Regions from separate parts of the Mus musculus genome. Here region 2 is linked to region 1. Evidence: chromatin contacts called from public targeted proximity ligation data. All regions are on one chromosome and are shown on one strand. The core of a region is the stretch at or near the end of the contact, and the rest is flanking DNA. Distances in the headings are between cores, read along the strand shown.

Region 1 (2,700 bases), core at 7-2,506:
TGTGTGTGTGTGTGTGTGTTTCTATGTGAGTTCCAAGAAATGGTGTGTGTGTTTTGTATGTGTGTGTGCACGAGCACAATGAGCGACTTTTGGAACAAAGGTTCATCCCCATGGGTGCTGGCTGCCTGTACTGTGTGGGAGGTGGAGGTATGGCAGGGCACGAGCCATACACACAGTATAAAGCCAGATAGGTGGCTTTTGAGGAGCAGAAACCTTCAATGTTGAAAAGCCTGGTTCACTTGTGAACTGCATGGAAGGAGGAATGCTGACATTTGTAACCCAAAGATTGTGCTGTCTTAGCCATTCAACCTTTTCAGTATAGGGTATGGCAAGACATGCACCGTAGGAGGGGTCTATTGCTTTTCATGACCTAGGTAGTTTGTATGCTTGAGAGTGTTGGGGGCAGGGAAGTGAGTACCTGTGTAGACGTGTGCAAGGCGGCATGGTATTTTATCCCCATGTTTCAGTCGTGGGTCTTAAAAGTCTCCTCCCTGCCCCAGAATCAAACAATCTCTATTGTGTAGAGAAAAACAGAGTCTTTCCTATTTGGACAATGTTGAAAAGATACAGGGGCAGAGAGCACACCAAGATATTCTCAAGGTTGACAGGAGAAGGGGGGTTTTCGTTCTTATCAAGGGTGCCCTGGGTCAAGGGAAAGGACCGGAAGAATGGGGTCGGAAAAGGAATGAATAGGGGCTAAACGGTTGCTTTCTTCTCTCTTGGAGCTGGAATAAGTGGGAAGGTTCTTGATACTTAGTACCCCACGGAAGATGGAGATTCTAGTCCTATTCGTTCCTGCAGCTGGCCAGCTCTAGGAAAGACAAGCCCGTCAGACCGAGGCCCAGCGCTGGCAACATACTCCACTCCTGGTTTTGATACCCACCAACCCTTCTTCTCTGGCCCTCCGCTGTTCCTTGTCCCGAGCTAACGCCCTCGAGTAGCCACCGAGCGGAAAATCTGGGGTGGATCTCCACGCCTTTCGGAGCGGAGTCAGAGGGCACCTCGGAGGAGGTGGCCAGCTGGGCGACCCTGTGGCGTGAGACACCACCGCCACCCGTGGTGCACGGGCCGAATGGATCGCGTCTTCCGTAAACTAGACGAGCATAGCGGTGGAGCTCTGCCGTCCTTCCAGGCGGGGCCCAGTGAGCGCCTGGGGTGCGCGGGGCGGCGGCCGTGCCCTCGGGGCGGCTCCGGGCGGCGGCGGCCAGTCTAGGGCTGCAGTGCAGCGCGCGGCCGACAGTGGGCGCAGCAGCGGCAGTGGCCGTGGCGCTCCACGGCGGGCGGGCGGCGCCGGCGGTGCCCCGGGCGCGCACACACTCTCTCGCTCTCTCTCTCACACACACATACACACACACATACACACACACTCACTCACTCACACACGCACGCACACACATACATACACACATACACACACACACACACATCGCCTCGTACACACTCACACACGCTCCGGCGCGCACACGCGGCGCGCAGGCCAGAGGGAGGAGGCTCCGCGCGGCTCGGCGGCGGCGGCAGCGTGCTCCGCGGGCGGCCCGGAGGGCTGGCGGGCGGCCCCCGCTCCCCGGCTCCGCGGCTCGGTGCAGCCCGCGCGGCCCCCGCCCTCGGACCCGCCCCCGGGGGTCGCCCGGCCCCATGCCCTGCAGCGGCGGCAGAGAAGCGCGCGGCCGCAGGCGGCTCTGAGGAGCCCGGAGGGAGCCGGCGACGAAGGGGACCATGTACCGGGACCCGGAGGCGGCCAGCCCAGGTAAGCGCGGCCCCGCGAGGGCTGGGGCACCCCGCACGGGCTGGGGCGCCCCGCACCGGCGGGTAGGACGGCTGCAGCGCCTGGGCGCCGTCTCGGAGCCCCAGCCTGGGGCTGCTGTCGGCTGGAGCCGCACGAATTGCACCCCTTTCTACCAGGGTCATCCGTGCCCCGGGGGCGTGGGTTCTAGTGGCAGAGACTCTTATTCAAACCCCGCAGTCGGGACATTGATAGGCTGGATGCCCGGGGCCGACTTCGCAGTGTCCCCACAAAGACCTCCCCCCCCACCCCCAGCAGCCCAAGGACAACGTGTGTGGCGGAGCGAGGAGCTGCTGTCCCCGTGGGAGCCGGGCAGTGCCCTCAGAGGTACCCCCTGCTCCCCAGCACCAGTGCCCCGGGGATGTCAGTGTTGGGGGACCTCAGGGCAAAGAAGATCCTGGCAGCTTTGGGCCAAGATGTGGGCACAGAGGAGCGGAGTGTCATCTGCGGTGCCAACTGTGAATTGAGAGGGCTCCAGGGGGCAAGTGGGAATCTGGTGCAGCGGCGGGGGATAGAGGCTTCTGGGAGGTGGGGAACCGCAGGAGCGGTGAAGGGGGAGGCAGGGGTACCTGAAGAGAAAGCGCAGCAGTGGATGACAATGGGGGCGGCGGGCAGTGTTCTCCTAAGCTTGGGGAGGGGGGACGCAAAGAATACCAAACTCACTCCAGTCCTACCAGGGAAGGGGGGAAGGGGGCCGCACCCCTTTGCCTTTCTGAAAGGGAGTGGCCTGCGAGCCCACTGTCGGCTTAGCTTCCATCTAGCATCCTTGGAGCCTAAGCCAGGAATCTCTCCTTCTTCCTCTGGAGATTGCTCTGCCATTTCCTCCTTGGCTCCTGCCGCCTCCCCCACGCAGTGCCCACCTGTAGACAGGTCTCCTTCAGCTCCTGTCCAGGCTCAGTTCCAGCTCCCACCTGGGA
Region 2 (2,700 bases), core at 36-2,535, 250 kb after region 1:
ACAGGTCCAAATGTAAGTCTCGGTTCAGCCACGTGGGTTAAGGTAGAAAGATGGCTGGCCAGTTGTTATGCCAACAGCTAGTTGTTATGGCAGAATAACCTCCATAAAAGCAAGCAAGCAAGGAAGGAATGGTTTATCTGGCTCACAGGTGCAGCCATCTTGGCAGGGGAAGCATAGAGAGCCAGATGAATGTTAGCACTCACTTTATGGTCTTTGTATTTGGTCCGGCCCATGTGACAATGCCACTCACATTTAGGATGGGTCTTCACAACTCAGTTAAATCCTTCTGGAAACAGCTCTGACACACACAAAGGTTTATTGCCTAGGAGCTTCTATATCCATTCAAGTTGAAAATAACAATTAGCCATGGCACCACAACATCCAAAAGTACTTGAACTTTTCCTCTTACTGCAAATTAAGGGTCGGGGGACCAACAAGCATCAAACACCCGAGTTAACGTTTGCTCAGAAACTAAAAGGAAAGTGTCTGTGAGAAGGCAGCTAGCATCCAGGTCATCTGTGCACAGTTTATCTGTGGTCACCAATGCCAATGATCTTGGGATCAGCACGAGGCAGAAGCGAAGGATTTAGTCGTGCTTGGGAAGTACAGTTTTTAAAAACTAGTTCAGCCAATTTTTCTTATTCCTAGAAGTCTTTACACAGACGCTTGACTAATCCAGACTGGGTAGGGTTAGGCGGGGCTTGCTACCAGAACAAGGTAAAACTCGAGCCTTCTTTTCGCTTCCTCCCAACTAGATCTTTCTCAGTTCTATCATTTTGCTCTACATTCTTCAGCCTAAACCTCTTCTAGCCTGAGCCAACTTCGAAGCCTGAGCCCAAACACTGAACCTTCTAGTTCTGCGCCCCTAGCTCCCTTGCCACCTGCGCACTGCTTTCTTACCTCCCAGGTGAGCTAGGAAGCTGTCCACTCAACCATTTGACTCCCAGCAGGTAGCTTGTGGGTTCAAAACAGGCTAATGTCCTTTGGCAAGGAAGCAGACTAAACCACCAATACACTATCCTTACCATCTAGTGGGCTTGGGGAGAGTCAAAACTGCCTCGCTTCAGTGCCCTGGGTTTGAGTGTCCACAAGTCTCACCTACTGAGAATTCAGATTGGATTCTATGGAAACTCAAAAACCTTGTTCCTGAAGTTTCTTTCCAACTTGGTTCGAAGCCTTCAGTCATTCTGTGGAAAGCGACTCCCAAACCCAGGCTGGGGGTGTGGGCCGAGGGTGAAACCCCGCCCTCGGGGTCCCTGATCTTTGCTCCCGCCCCAGGCTCCACGCCTCCCGGAGAGGCACCGGCGGGCGGCGCTCCTTTTGTGTGTTTCTTTCCAAGGTGCAAGGACCCCCACCCCCACCCGCCTAGGCAGTCCTCCCCTAACCACCAGCCCTCTTCTCGTCGTCCTCAGTCCCTGCCAGCTGTGGGGGAACCAGATCGCTTCCAGGAGGAGGGACAAGGTCGGTAGCCCCCTCCCCGGTGCGGGACCTGAGCCCAGTAGAGTCCAGGACCTCTGCTGCCAGTCATGTGGGCTAGACTGTTGCTCCATGTCGCCTACATCTTGATCCCGTTGCTGGGGTCTTCAGCCCGAGGCTATACCGGGAGGAAGGCGCCAGGGCACTACTCTGCGGAGAGGTAAGAGCCCGGTGCCTTTCAGCGGCCCAGCCTTCTAGCGCCACTGCGTGGAGCTGGAAGACACTAGCATAGGGCAGCTGCTGGACCTGTAGCCTCTGTGGCGAGGGCACACCAGGGGTCTGGACAAAGAGACAGTAGTTTGTGCCAGTTGGGTGGCCCTGGCTGGGGACTGCTCTGGCTAAGGAATCTGGGAGATGGAGATCGCGGCTCCAAGGAATCTTGTACTATGGGAATAGGCTGACCCTCTGGCTAGGGAACCCCAGCACATGCCAATTGGTCTCAACTGCCTGGCTTTCTTCCTTGGTGGTGCGGGACCCCCTCCGTTTCTGCACACGTTGCTTTGGGGTTGGGGGTTTTCTCAGTGTCTCTTGCTCTCTGCACCCGGTGGACCTTGGAGCCACCGGTGGCTCAGGGTTATGCTTTGGTATCTGCGCATGTGTGCACAGGCCGGGGAGGCGGGAGGCCGCAGGCGACAGGCGGGAGGCGTGTCTTTCCAAACCCAATCATTTTCCCTAAGTTTGTCTTAGTCCTCTACCACTAAGGGGTGATGAGGGAGTGGTGATCGTGTGTGCGTGATGCTTATAGCAAGGGTACACGTTGTCAGCGGGTGGCCTGGCCCACGGCCACATCTTCCCAGGGGCGCTCAGAGGGGCTGCCCTGGAGGAAGAGCTTACCGCCCAGCACGTGGGTTCTGCGATCTCTTGCAGTTCCTGCAGATCTCCCACCACCTGTCTCCCTGGCATCACTGTGCCACACACGAAAAGCTCCTTGGGGCTTTCTGGTGGGCACCCTACCCTTGCCTATCTGAAGTGGAACTCCACCAGCTTCCACAGGCACCCTACCATTTACCACTTCGATGGCACCTCACGCCCCTTTCAGAGCCCCCTTTGGCTTAGCTATTAAGTTGTTCTGTAGATCCCAGCTGCCGGATTCTCTGCCTCAGCTGTTGCTATCATCGTTTCTATGTGTGACATCACTGTTGGTCTGGTTTGTCTTCACTGGTTTTGACTTCTGAGAGGAAAAAAGGACTTGGCCCTAGGGAAAATCCCCAGCAAACTTTCCTG

Evidence for each region.
Region 2: a targeted proximity ligation map of pancreatic cancer cells shows a contact between it and region 1. A contact is called at or near these places in 2 of 130 datasets of targeted methods (embryonic stem cells and pancreatic cancer cells).

What each region holds. Positions count from the first base shown.
Region 1 is chr19:10,387,767-10,390,466 of GRCm38.p6, forward strand. Syt7 (synaptotagmin VII) reads left to right here and starts at 1,257. Exons shown (of 12, transcript NM_001373944.1): 1 at 1,257-1,747. The coding sequence starts at 1,717.
Region 2 is chr19:10,632,948-10,635,647 of GRCm38.p6, forward strand. Vwce (von Willebrand factor C and EGF domains) reads left to right here and starts at 1,286. Exons shown (of 20, transcript NM_027913.2): 1 at 1,286-1,636. The coding sequence starts at 1,527.